2 separate regions of the Zea mays genome follow, and region 2 is linked to region 1. The links are chromatin contacts, called in public Hi-C maps. All regions are on one chromosome and are shown on one strand. The core of a region is the stretch at or near the end of the contact, and the rest is flanking DNA. Distances in the headings are between cores, read along the strand shown. Region 1 holds the start of LOC100281920. Region 2 holds the start of LOC100276061.

The links. Hi-C and Micro-C count contacts between places; a contact is called where the count stands out from the background.
Region 2: a Hi-C map of leaf shows a contact between it and region 1, with 6 times the contacts expected there. The contact joins the promoter of LOC100276061 here to the promoter of LOC100281920 in region 1. A contact is called at or near these places in 5 of 25 Hi-C or Micro-C datasets (ear, leaf and tassel).

What each region holds. Positions count from the first base shown.
Region 1 is chr3:17,089,686-17,096,032 of Zm-B73-REFERENCE-NAM-5.0, forward strand. LOC100281920 reads right to left here and starts at 2,585. Exons shown (of 2, transcript NM_001154839.2): 1 at 2,327-2,585.
Region 2 is chr3:17,286,291-17,292,637 of Zm-B73-REFERENCE-NAM-5.0, forward strand. LOC100276061 reads right to left here and starts at 3,100. Exons shown (of 11, transcript NM_001374095.1): 1 at 2,746-3,100; 2 at 2,022-2,106; 3 at 1,040-1,236; 4 at 657-739; 5 at 452-497; 6 at 290-346; 7 at 133-187; 8 at 1-54. The coding sequence starts at 2,814.

The DNA.
Region 1 (6,347 bases), core at 1,335-3,834:
GCTCGTCCGAGGCCACCCTTGGGCGGGAGACACAGTCACGCCTCGCCCGAGGCCAACCTCGAGTGGGAGACGCAATAACGGCTCGCCCGAGGCCACCCTCGGGCGGGAGACGCAGGTTCTTATGACTGATATTTATAAAGGGCACTTCTTTGCAATCCTAATGACTGATATTTTGTAGGTTCTTATGCCCTGGAAATTCAACGATTTAAATGAGGTAACCAGTATACCACGTCGCTTCAAGAACATAGATATGCGTAGGTAATAAGCATTTAACAAATAGTTTGTGTTCCGTTGCAACGCATGGGCACCATACTAGTTGGTTGTGAAGAGTGAAACGTTATTTTTTTTCTTTTCTTCCTCCCTACAACGGTTCCCTACCTTCTAGTCGACTCTGACCCCTGTCCACCCATCGCCTTCAACGTCACCAACCCCAACCACAACTGGAACCGCTACCACACCGCATCAAGGGTCGTCGTGCCCGTGCCCGTGGTTGTATTCGGAAAACTCGTCCTCTACCACGTGCACGCTCACCATCGCCAACCCGCTCACGAGCAATTCCCTCGCCGCCTAGCAGTTGTAACTTGTAAGCCATCGCCATGTACAGCGCCGGACATATTTTCGTTAACTGCGCTACGAGCCTCGGCCTCCGCCCCACCACGTCATGTTGTGGAAGCAATGGATGGGCCTCCAAGAGGCGGTCATCTACCACACCCACGACGTGTTGCTGGCGCTAAGCTCCATCATGGTGACAGCCATGGCAGTCAAGGACTTCTTCCGGTGGCAATTTGTCGAGTCCCCGTGTCGGGAAGGGTGGTGGTCAGCGACGCGATAGCTCGTGGAAGATGCTAGGTGCAGCCTCGACGAGCTCAAGGATGCGGCAAGGCTGATAGGCAACGCCGTGCTCTACAAGTTCTTCACCACCTGGATGATTCTGACGCGCGCTTAACTAAAGGCGCATTGCTGATGGCGATGCCTTGCCTCCTTTTGCAACTTGTTACTCATTTGATTCGATTTTTGTGTGTGCATTTGAATAAGTGGTTCTTTGCTGGTACAAATGGAAATGGCCTGATACGCCTGTGTTGATAAGATTGTAATGGTCCTTGTGCAAATGTGACTTAGTTGTTCTTCTAGCCTCCTAGAAAAGGTAAAAGTAACAAGAAAGAGTGCCTGAATTGAAGACATGCATGATCCATCATCGAACTATAAACATCAGGCATTCTATAGCTTGTTAATATATTTTTCAGTTATTTTGTTGCATAAATATTGAATGTTTCCTACTCATCTATATTTATGAAATATTAATTGAATGTTGTAATAGTGAAAAATTATGTCAATTCTAAAAAACATTGTACTACAACCAGTTTGAGTATAAACAATCTATGTAGCCCTCTCAAGGGCATTGTAGACAAATCACGTGAAATCTACGGTTTCACAACAGTTTCAACCAAAGGATTTTCAGTTTTGCATAGCGGGCAACTCAAAGTAGATTTTTCACAATAGACAGCTTACAACAACTTTTTCACAACCGAACCAAACGCACCCTTATATGTTGCAGATGATAGCTGCTAAGAAGCTCAGCCCACTATTAAAACATTGCGTATAGTATTGCATGACTTGAAAAAAGGGATGATTACAAGTTATCAACCCATGTGAAAAGTGAAATCATTGTTTCGAGTAGGTGCTCATTCCAGAAGATGTAAGGTTGACTCCAGCTGAGTACCTATCAGGGCACCTAAACCCATTATATATATCTAAATAACATTGTAGCATCTCCATCAGGTAACCTATAATCGATACTCATTCTAGATACGATGTGGTAGAATACCTAATATAGATGACCATCTTTTCAAACGTGTATTTGGATACCGGATACCCGATTGGACATGGTAACACTTAGGTCTCTTCTTTCGGCTAAATGCGTAAACCAAACGTGTATTTGGATTTCCAGTTCCGCATATCCTTGGAGTTAGACAAATGTAATTTAAGGAATGAACCTATGTCAGTTACTCGGTTGTCACCTACGGTGAGAAGAGGTCAAAGGGTATATGAAATGGACTGACGTCAAAGAATAAAAACACACGGAAAAATAAGATTTTTTTCCCGCGGGGGGGGGGGGGGGGGGGGGGGGGGGGGGGGGGGGGGGGGGGGGGGGGGGGGGGGGGGGGGGGGGGGGGGGGGGGGGCTCAGATACCTACCTCAATTAATGTGTGCAAATTTCACACCAAACCTGTCCGTAATTGGGTCAGATCCCAAATAGCTATACAGGTACCTTAAATTTGGGTTGTCCTTTTGAACAGGATGGAGGAAAGAGAACGGGCGAGCATACCCGGTACCGGGGAAGGGGCAGACGAAGAGCTGGCGAAGGGGCCGTGACAGTCGCCGGCGAAGGTGACAACGAAGACCTGGCAAAGGGCGTTGGCAGCCGCCGGTGAAGGGGACAACGAAGACCTAGAGAACGCCGTCGACGCTCGCCCGCCCGCCCGCCTGCCACTGTCGTCACTCGTCGCTGCCAGGAAAGGAAAGTGGAGAGAGAGAGAGAGAGAGAGGGAGAGGGGTGAACGGGGAGCAGACGAGCAGTACGGAACAAAGGATAAGCTTAGAGTCGAGAACGCAAGTACGCAACAGGCAGCGGCAGCGGCACACGTATTCCTGATTTTTTTAGTAAAATACAATTCCGGACCTTAGACTTGTCGGTCCATAAAATTTAAAATATATTATCTCTTAAAAGCTCAATCGAACTTCAGATGTCTTAATAGGTTGTTGTAGCTACGTCCATATGTCAATCTTTGTGATCTGTTGCACCCGATACACCCTTCTACCTCCCTATTATGCCACCGTGGCACGCCCTAGTCGCTAGGCTACCATTTCTGCATTATTTCCAGCAGTTCACTCATATGGTCAGCTAAAACACTATTTTACATTGTAGATTATATTATTTGCAGAGTAGAGTTGAATATGGGGCTGCTGGAGATAGTCTTAGCTAAGCTCGTCACCCGGCCGCCTTTACTGCCTCCCTGCTTCCTTAACACGAGTTCACCTAACCACCCTCTGTCCTTCCCGCTAGCTCTAGTCCACGACCCCTCCGCTGCCTCGCAGACTAGAACGCCTGATGGCGGACGGGTCGGAGGCACTGACATGTCACCAGAGTCGAAAGCTATGCCGTCAACCGACAAGGGAGAGGAGATATGGGGAACGTTGGAGGAGCTACTACTAGCGTGTGCCATGACCCAGCACGGCACGACGAGCTAGGACTCGGTGGAGGTGCAGACATGGAGCCCCGTGGCGACGCGGCCCAGCTTCATGCCGCACAACTACTACCTCCGCTTCTTCCACCTTAATTGTTGCTTCTCCACCATCGCCAGCGGTGGGGGGAGGATCTCATGATGAGCGGATGCTGGAGGCAATCTGCAATGTGCTCAGGCGGTAAGACAAGTACGTATAGTGTCGGCAAGTCCGACAGCTCCAACGTCGCGCGAAGGGGATCACATTCTTCTCTGTTGTCTTGCTGGTGGTGGTCTCCTACTCCGTCCCCGCCCCTTAGCGTCGGTGACCACCACGGCCATGCCCATCGCTAGCTAGTGGAGGCGCAGGGTCAGTGGATACACCACCACGCGGAAGCGCTTCTCGTGCGCGACGATGGATGGTCGCGTCAGCTAGGAGCTCAAGGTGCGCGAGGGTCATGAGGTGTGGGCCGGGGGGGAGCTTGCTACCGTCGATGGGCACCATAAGCCCCACGCCGTCAGCTTCCCCTCCCACGTGTCGGCTTAACAAAGAAGGGTTTATTTCGGTCATAACAGGTCTATTTCGATCCGTTAGGACGTAAATGAGACCCGAACAACAATTGAACCTTTAAGAGGCATACTTCAAAAGTTATGGATCGGGATGACACATCTCGACAACTTTAAGGACCGAAATTGTATTTTTACCATTTTCTTTTAAAAAGCAATGAGTTCTGCTCTGATTATTTATTTTATTTCTCTCATGTCATCTACACCTTTCGTTATAAATTATAGTTTATTCTAACTAATATGTGTATATAGCTTTTACTATACACATATTTTATATTTAAATACTGTAGTAAAATGTTTGTAGGTTTGAAAGACTTGTGTTTGGAATAAACAGATTAACCAATAATTGAGACCATATTTGTTGATGGTTGTATTAATGAACTCTTTGTGCCTAGTACAACAATTTATGGAATTATCTTACATCAAAATGTTTTAGTTTGATCATGTGAACATGTGATTGATATGTGGCCACGATGTTTAAGTATGATGAGTGGCTGTCAAGAAGATGATCGGTTTTAGCTTAGTGTTACCAAAAAATAGAAAGACTTGCTTTGTAACACCCGGTCACACCGGGTCTAGCGGTACTTACTCCTAGTAGCCCTCTAGGACCATATAACATCCCCACGGACCAACACGAGTCTTTTGTGCGCACTTTGTCCTCACTCATGTACACACTAGAAAACTTCTCGGTCGGTCACACATCCCAAGATTGCTCTAGGCCAAGCACGCTTAACCAGAGGTTCTTTCGAGATAGGCTTCCGAAAAAGAAGATGCACCTTGTTGGTATGGGTACTCTATTAATTCTATTATGCCTTGGGCCAGGATATCACAATCCACCGGACATGATATCACATGCTTTGACCCTTAGGAGTAGGTAACTCATTCGCTATCCTTGTTTCTATTGCATTCTATGTCATTATATCACATTTTGTTCAATGATTCACTTTGATGGAAGGAAAGAGCATACTCAAGTTCAATAGTATAATATGTTTCTTGCCTTTATGTTGTGCAGATGTGAATCACAAAGACGGTGTCAACGACGAAGGTAAAAGTCATGTGGGTTTGTACTTGTAGGTTGGAAGCGATGAAGGGTGAACATTGGTGTCGGCGTTTCAACCCCGGGGGGGTCCCTGGATCGATGAGTAAATTGTCGCTGCGTGTCCCAGCCCAGATGGGTCGGCGCGAGACGGGACACAAAGGGGGGAGAACAGTAAGGGGAAACCGCGGCCTTCGTGTTGTCCTGCGCCCAGGGCGGATGGATGCGCTTGCAGTAGGGGGTTACAAGCGTTCGCGTGGGAGAGAGAGAGAGAGCGAGAGCCTTATGCGTCGGCCCGTTCTCCCGCGCGGCCAACCTTCCGTACGAGAGCCCTGGACCTTCCTTTTATAGACGTAAGGAGAGGGCCTAGGTGTACAATGGGGGGTGTAGCAATGTGCTAACGTGTCTAGCAGAGAGGAGCTAGTGCCCTATGTACATGCCGTCGTGGCTGTCGGAGAGGTGTTGCTGCCCTGTTCATGTGATGTCGTGGCCGTCGGAGGAGAGCTAGAGCCCTGCAGAAGTACAGCTGTCGGGGCTGTCGGATCCTTGCTGACGTCTCCTTGCTGACGTAAGGGGCTGGGAGCTACCGTCGTCATGGAGCGTGCGGGGTGTCATCATTACTTATTTACTGGGGCGAGCCAGATGGGACGCCGATCTTGTTCCCCATAGCCTGAGCTGGCTAGGGGCAGGGTAATGATGGCCCCCTGGCGACGTGGCCGGTCTGGGCCCGAGTTTGGGCGAGGTGGCGATTCCTCCGAGGTCGAGGTTGAGTCCGAGCCCTGGGGTCGGGCGAGGCGGAGTCCATCGTCTTCCGGAGCCGAGGCTGAGTCCGAGCCCTGGGGTCGGGCGAGGCGGAGTTTGTCGTCTTCTAAGTCGTGGTTGAGTCCGAGCCCTGGGGTCGGGCGAGGCGAAGTCCATCTTCCGAGGCCGAGACGGGGGCCGAACCCTGGGGTCGGGCGAGGCGGAGCTTCCTATGTCGCCCGAGGCTGGACTTAGCCGCTGTCGACCTCACTCTGGCGAGTGTCACGACAGTCGGAGCAGGGCAGGCGGCGCTGTATTCCTATCAGGTCGGTCAGTGGAGCGACGAAGTGACTGCGGTCACTTCGGCCCTGTCGACTGAAGAGCGCGCGTCAGGATAAGATGTCAGGCGATCCTTGCATTAAATGCTCCTGCGATATGGTCGGTTGGTGTGGTGATTTGGCCAAGGTTGCTTCTCCGTGAAGCCTACCTGAGCTGAGCCTCGGGCGAGTCGATGGTGCGTCCGTTGCTTGAGGGGACCCTCGGGCGAGGCGTGAATCTTCCGGGGTCAGCTGTCTTTGCTCGAGGTCGGGCTCGGGCGAGGCGGGATCGTGTCCCTTGAGCGGAGCCTTGGCCTGAATCGTGCCCATCAGGCCTTCGCAGCTTTGTGCTGATGGGGTTTACCAGCTGAGATTAGGAGTCTTGGGGGTACCCCTAATTATGGTCCCCGACAGTAGCCCCCGAGCCTCAAAGGGAGTGTTGGCACTCGCTTGGAGGCTTTTGTC
Region 2 (6,347 bases), core at 1,850-4,349, 200 kb after region 1:
AGAAGGAATTTGGGAAATTGGGAAAATGCTCTAGGAAACTAGAAAGCATGTGATCTGCATATCCAACATTGCAACACTTGAGGACTACATAATAAGCATTCAGCCTTAAGAAGATACTGAAAGGGCACCTACCTTGATCATAGAAGAACATGAATCTAGAGAGCAGAAGGAAAAGGTCTCTACCAGCCTACAGAGTAATGATGAAAATTGTTAGGAGAAAACATATATCGTAGCCTTCGGCACTGTTAGGAGAAAGGTACAGTAGAGCTCGATGAGGAAAAAGAATAACCTGTAATGATATTTTACTAAGTCTTTCAGGGACTAGAGCAACGTCCTCAAGGAGATACTGTTCAATAAAAGAAGGGGAAAAATGTAATGGTGTAAATACACAAGGAGAGTGGAGAGTAATTTCGAAATGAGATAAATCATGAGGAATCAAGCCAACACTTACATGATACAAAGAGAGAAAATGTCTTGTATTTGTCTGTATGTCAATCCTACAAAAAAAATATAGTATTTAGACAGTGGCAGTTTCAAGGAGAAAATAAATAAATAAAGGAGAACCACAATCTGTTCTCAACTATTAGCAGAAAACAGTTGAGGATTAAAAAGAATTAATAAAAAAATAATGATGGTTTTTATATTTGCAATCATACCAAAATACATTTGTAGCACCTTGAACAAGAGCAGAGCTATATCGTAGCGATATTTCTTTTTCATCAAGAGGGGCTTCAAACAACTGCATAACAAAACTGTAATCAGTAAACTAAGTTTAAATATGGATGTATCTATAATTGGGAGAATCATGTCTTGTGAAGGAATAATCAAACTAAATTTTACTGCATCCTGAGATTAACGTTTTTGACCAATGATTTGTGTTTACATGTCAACCTAAACTACATGATTTCTTTTCTGAAAATTTAAATGAATACTTTTAAAAGATATGAACTCGAAATAGAAACCATGGTATCTTGATAATGTACTTGGCATGTATTTAATACATCCTCCGACCATTTGTTAACTTACTAACACAGCATACCCATTTCTGGAAAAGAAGTGCAAATATGTTGGCCGCGAAGGACTGGCTCCAGAGTTGCACAATCAACTCAAGTATACGCCTGCCACTTTCAGGCACTCTAACAAAATGATTGGCAAGAATCTCATAGAAGCATAGCCAACCATCCTCCCGTTCATCTGCTGGAGCAATGCCATCATCACTCTCACTCATAATTGCATCTGTTCAAGTATAATGCAGTTTGTTATTCTAGGATTTTCTGCTTCAGGGTCCAAAAAAGATCACAGTGAATGTGGACACAATAACCTTAAAAGAATTTATTTATCATAAGGGGAAGTTGTGACTTAACATAAATATACAGCAACAAAACATAGTACTCTGCTGACTCCAGGAAATCCAAAGATGCATTACTATTGCTCCAAGTGAGAAATTGGTTAAATTTCTTTCAATTGCTCTGCTCATCCTATATTCCTATGTGATAATGTGAATGTGCAAACTGAATGTATTGTCTGATGAACATGTCTGCAAAAACCATGGTGCACACAATCTAAGCTCAATCCTAGTAATTAGCATCACATAAACACAAGAAAACGATACATGTTGTCACTTTCTGAAGCAGAAATAGTGCATGTTATACCAGTTCAAAGCAGCCAATATGAGAACAGACAGATGCAAAGAACTTACCATTCCATCAAAAGATACATTTTGTCATGAAACGAACCAATAGTGTAGTGTAGCAATCTCAATATAACAATTTGGAAATGACAAGTTCACAACATCTGTTCTATTATTTCCTTTTGACTACCATGTCAATGATGTCATCATACATCATAGTTGCAAGCCCATACAACTGCTGTAGCAAAACTTTTTACTAACTTTGCTGCATTGGACGGCAACTTTCAGAATAATTCCAAGCATTATATCGATAGCAAGCATGAAACATCTAATATATATGGAAAGAAAAGTCCAATGAAATTAGCGGCCAAAACTATGTGAGATATGGCACCTCGAGCGCGATCATCCACCTTCAATGCGATGTCAGCAAACAATTGCTGAAGTATCTGAAGACGCTGTGAGTTGGACATCAGGGCCTGCATGGAAGATAGTCAAACAGGTGACATTATGATTTTTTGTTGTTGTTATTAAGAAAGTATTGTTGAAAAACGAGATTATTACATGGAGGTTATACAACTATTTTGATATAGCTTCCGACTCTCTGCCTATCTATATGCACACAGCTCTCAAAGTTCCAGAAGGTGACATTATGATCTCAACCACTCCAACGGAATGTAGACATCATATATACAAATGTGGCACCTATGAGTGAAATTACTCTTGTTGCCTAAATCGTTTCAGATGATAGTAACGGCCTTTTTACATCAAAACCACCATATAGGAAGCGAAAAAGGACAGTTTGTGGGGGGGGGGGGGGGGGGGGGGGGGGGGGGGGGCGACAAAGGTGGTTTGGGGGTGATTATGAGTAGGTGAGAGAATGTCCATTATCCTCCCGTCTGCCGTCATCGCCGCCGCCCACAGCGGCCTCAACGCGGTGCACCCAGACGCGTGCCGCCTACAATCTAGGGCCTCTGCAATCCCGCCGCCGCCGCCCTCGAATTTCTCGCGAAGCGATGTGAGCGCGTGCGCGCGACAGAGATTGGTCCTCGATTAAGCGCGACGAACACGAATTGACGGGCGCCAGCCGGCGCACGGTAGGGGAAGCGGTGGGTTACCTTGTGCAGCTTGCGCTCGATCTCCAGGGAGAGCGCCTCGAGGCGGTCGTAGGAGCCGCGGCGCCCCATATCCGCGCACGCCTGAGGTGATCGTCGGCGCCGCGGGGGGTGGCGGTCCTGCAAATTAAGCGGTGGAACTGGTCCAAAATAATCTCTCCTCTCCCTCCCTCCCTTCCTCTCTCTCTTCCGTGTTTGATGGATGGATGTGGATATGGATACGGACGTGGAGGTCCGGATCTGCCGCCCCTGTCACGCTCCCTGACACGTGCCGCCCGTCGGACCAGCGACGCCCGGTTGCGCTTCCGCCTTGCTGTCCTCCTGTCCGGTTGCCGACGAGCCCAAGCATGCAAAGTCCACACCCACACAGGGCCACAGATCACAGCCAAACTCCGTCTGAGTTTTTTTTTTAAAAAAAATTGCGCTTGGAAGGATATGTGTAACTGAAAATGCGAACGTTGAATTTAGCAATTCATTCGCAAACTGAACCACGCATGCAGAAACGCATGCGTACAAAAACCCTCTCAATAAGCAGATGAAATTTCGATTTGCTTTTGGTGAGCTACAGCTAGCCTCCACCGCGCATCGTCAGAAAGACTCGCCGCTCGCCGGCCATCCGCCGCGTCGCCTTTGGATTTTGGACTGACCATGAGTCCATAAGGCCCAGAACCAGGCGTATTGGGACAGGTTGATTCGTGTGGCGGGCTTTCATTGATAGGCCCAATTAAAGTTATCCTATTTTTAACCAAAGATCACATTCAAAATCAGAACAAGAGCTGAGGAACAGAACGGCTCCTTTTTGGAGAGGAAGGGGTGAAGGGGGGATCAAGATGGATGGAAGTTTAAATCAAGTCGTTCGAGTTTAAGAAAAACAAACATCAAAAGTTTTTTTCACAAAAACAATTTGATGGATTCCCAAGCAGTTTGATGGACTCCCATCAGTGCTGTATAAATAAACCAAGAGGAAGAAAAATATGTCCTCTTTCTCTATTCTCCGTGTGAATGAACAACAACAATGCACATTCATGTCTACGTCGGAAAAAGTTTTGGCCGGTAATTTTGATGACATGACATTGATTTAAATAACACTAGTTCTATTTATTTTAGTTCTATGATCTAGCAGTATCTAAATTTTATAAAATTTTACACATAAATTAGTAATAAGATATTACATGTGCCCTATTTTTCTGTAATTTTAAAAGTATCAGCTTAATTACCTAAAAATAAAACTAAATTCAAAGATATTAATATTTTTGTATCTAATTTATTTATTATTTTTATAGGCTAAAAAGTTACTAACGCTAACTAATACTATTATTAAATAACTAAATTCTTTTGTTGTTTTTTAAAGAAAATTAATTACTAACTAAATCCATTTAATATTTATTTTTTTAGAAACACTTAGTAAACAGTAATAAAACAATCTCTAATTTTACATATATATTTTTTAGCTAAAATAATTTATACAAATATTTTTTTTAGAATTTATTGAGAACTTTGAATCTAAACCCATATAAAGTCAGACATATTTATATAAATTATGGGTCCATACTTTAAGTTCTCAGAAAATTTTATAAATATTTGTGTAAGTTATTTTATCTAACAAAAGATCTATGTAAAAATTAGATATTGTTTTTATTACTGTTGCTAAGTGTTTATAAAAAATAAATATAAAATTAATTTAGTTAATAATTATCTAATAAAATTAACAAAACTTTCAGTATAGTCTCAGATGATAAAAAATAAATTAGAGACAAAAAATATTAAGCTCTGTTTATATAGTTTGTATTTTTTAGTAATTAAGGTGCAACTCTTATAATTCAAGAAAAATTAGGACATGCCCAACGTCCCAAATTATAATTTATTTTAGTTAATTAATAGATTCATACAATAGTTGATGTATATATTTTATATATGCCTAGGTCCATCTTTATTACCAATTAAAAAACAAAGATAAAAAAATAACTACTATTTTGGAACTGAGGGAGTATATAATATCTTTATTACCAATTTATGTTCATAACTATATAAGTTTTGTTGCTAGATCACAAAACTAAAATAGATAAAATTATCTCTTTTTAGGTTTGTTAGGGAGCAAGAATATCAGAGGGGCTAAAATCCTCTTGCTATTTAAATTGAATATCATGAAGATTTTAGTCGCTTCGATCTTGCTATTTAAAATTAAATATCAAAAAGATTTTAGTCCCTTCAATCATCTACAGTATCATTGCTCCTAAACAAATCATTAGCAAATTTACGTACCAATTACCATAGACGGTGATTATTGTATTACCTGGGAACGTTAAGTTACTTTACTATATATGTGATTAAAGAACCATAATTCGTAACGAAGAGCTTGATCCAACAGCAAAAAAATTCGAGAATGTTTAGAAATGTGTATGCTTGATTTATGGGAAATTTGGATCCATACCATTAAAAGATCACCACTTTGGATTTATACCATTACTATCTCACTTACATGTGGGTCCATATGAGTTAATGACATGTGGGGTCCATGGTATATATCTAAAGTTTGGATATTTTAATGGTATAGATCCAATTGTTCCTTGATTTATTTAATGGTTGGTACAGTTGCAGATAATGTGAAGCCGTCCCACGATACGATGGCACACAAGCAACTGACCATGAACAAGATACCTGCCGACTCTTCTAAAGTCTTAAAAGCCACGGGAAATATCCAGCTATGGAGCTGCCCACGTCGGCAAAAAAATAGTGTCCGTCTGTGCTGGTTCAGTCGCATCTTGTAACCGTCCAATCCTCTCTCTCTTGCAGACACACATCGTGCCGGGGCCTCGGATCCGAAAATATTTTCTGCAATCCAGCTCTGAGCGTGCTGTGTCCGTGTTCCTCTCCCTCCGGCCACTACTGCCTTTGTCCCGTCCTCGCTCCCTCCTCCCCGCGGCGGCTATCGCGTCATCTCTCAGCTCCCGCCTCTGCCCCCTCGGTCTGCTGTCGCCCCAAGTTTGCCGATCCCCTCCGCCGAAGGCTCACGCAGGAGCGCCATCTCCAGTTGGGACGATGAGTCCACCCTCTTCACCGTGTCGTCCAGGGCACTTCCGTCTGCGAGTCCCGCAGTAGGGAAGCACACATAAAGCGAGGAGGGGAGAGACGGATTGGTCACATCGGACGACGATGAGATGCTGGCGGTGTTCGATCCCATGGTGGCCACGTCCCCGGATGGCCTCCATTGCCCGCCCGTCACCGGAGCGGCCGCTGGAGCAGGAGTCGGCACAGGCACGCTGATGGAGGGCTTCTCCAACTCGCACGCAGGCGCCCCCACCATCAGTTCGGGTTCTGATGTGAACTCCATGTACATTTTGAAGTCACTTTATGATTTGTGAAATGCAAACCAGATTATCCAAACTTTGGGTTCTGATGTGAATCATCAGTTTGCAAAAAAAAGGTTCTTTCACTCGGCACTTGGTCGCTCACTATGGTCGTGATTGGTTGCCTTTTTGTGGAACACAGAAAGAACCTTTTTTTGCAGGAGAAGGGAAGAAACGAGAGATCTAGAAGAGGATTGTGGTGGACAGGGAGAAAAAAAATAAGGCGAGCAGAGAGCCGTTCACATGGAGCTGACGATG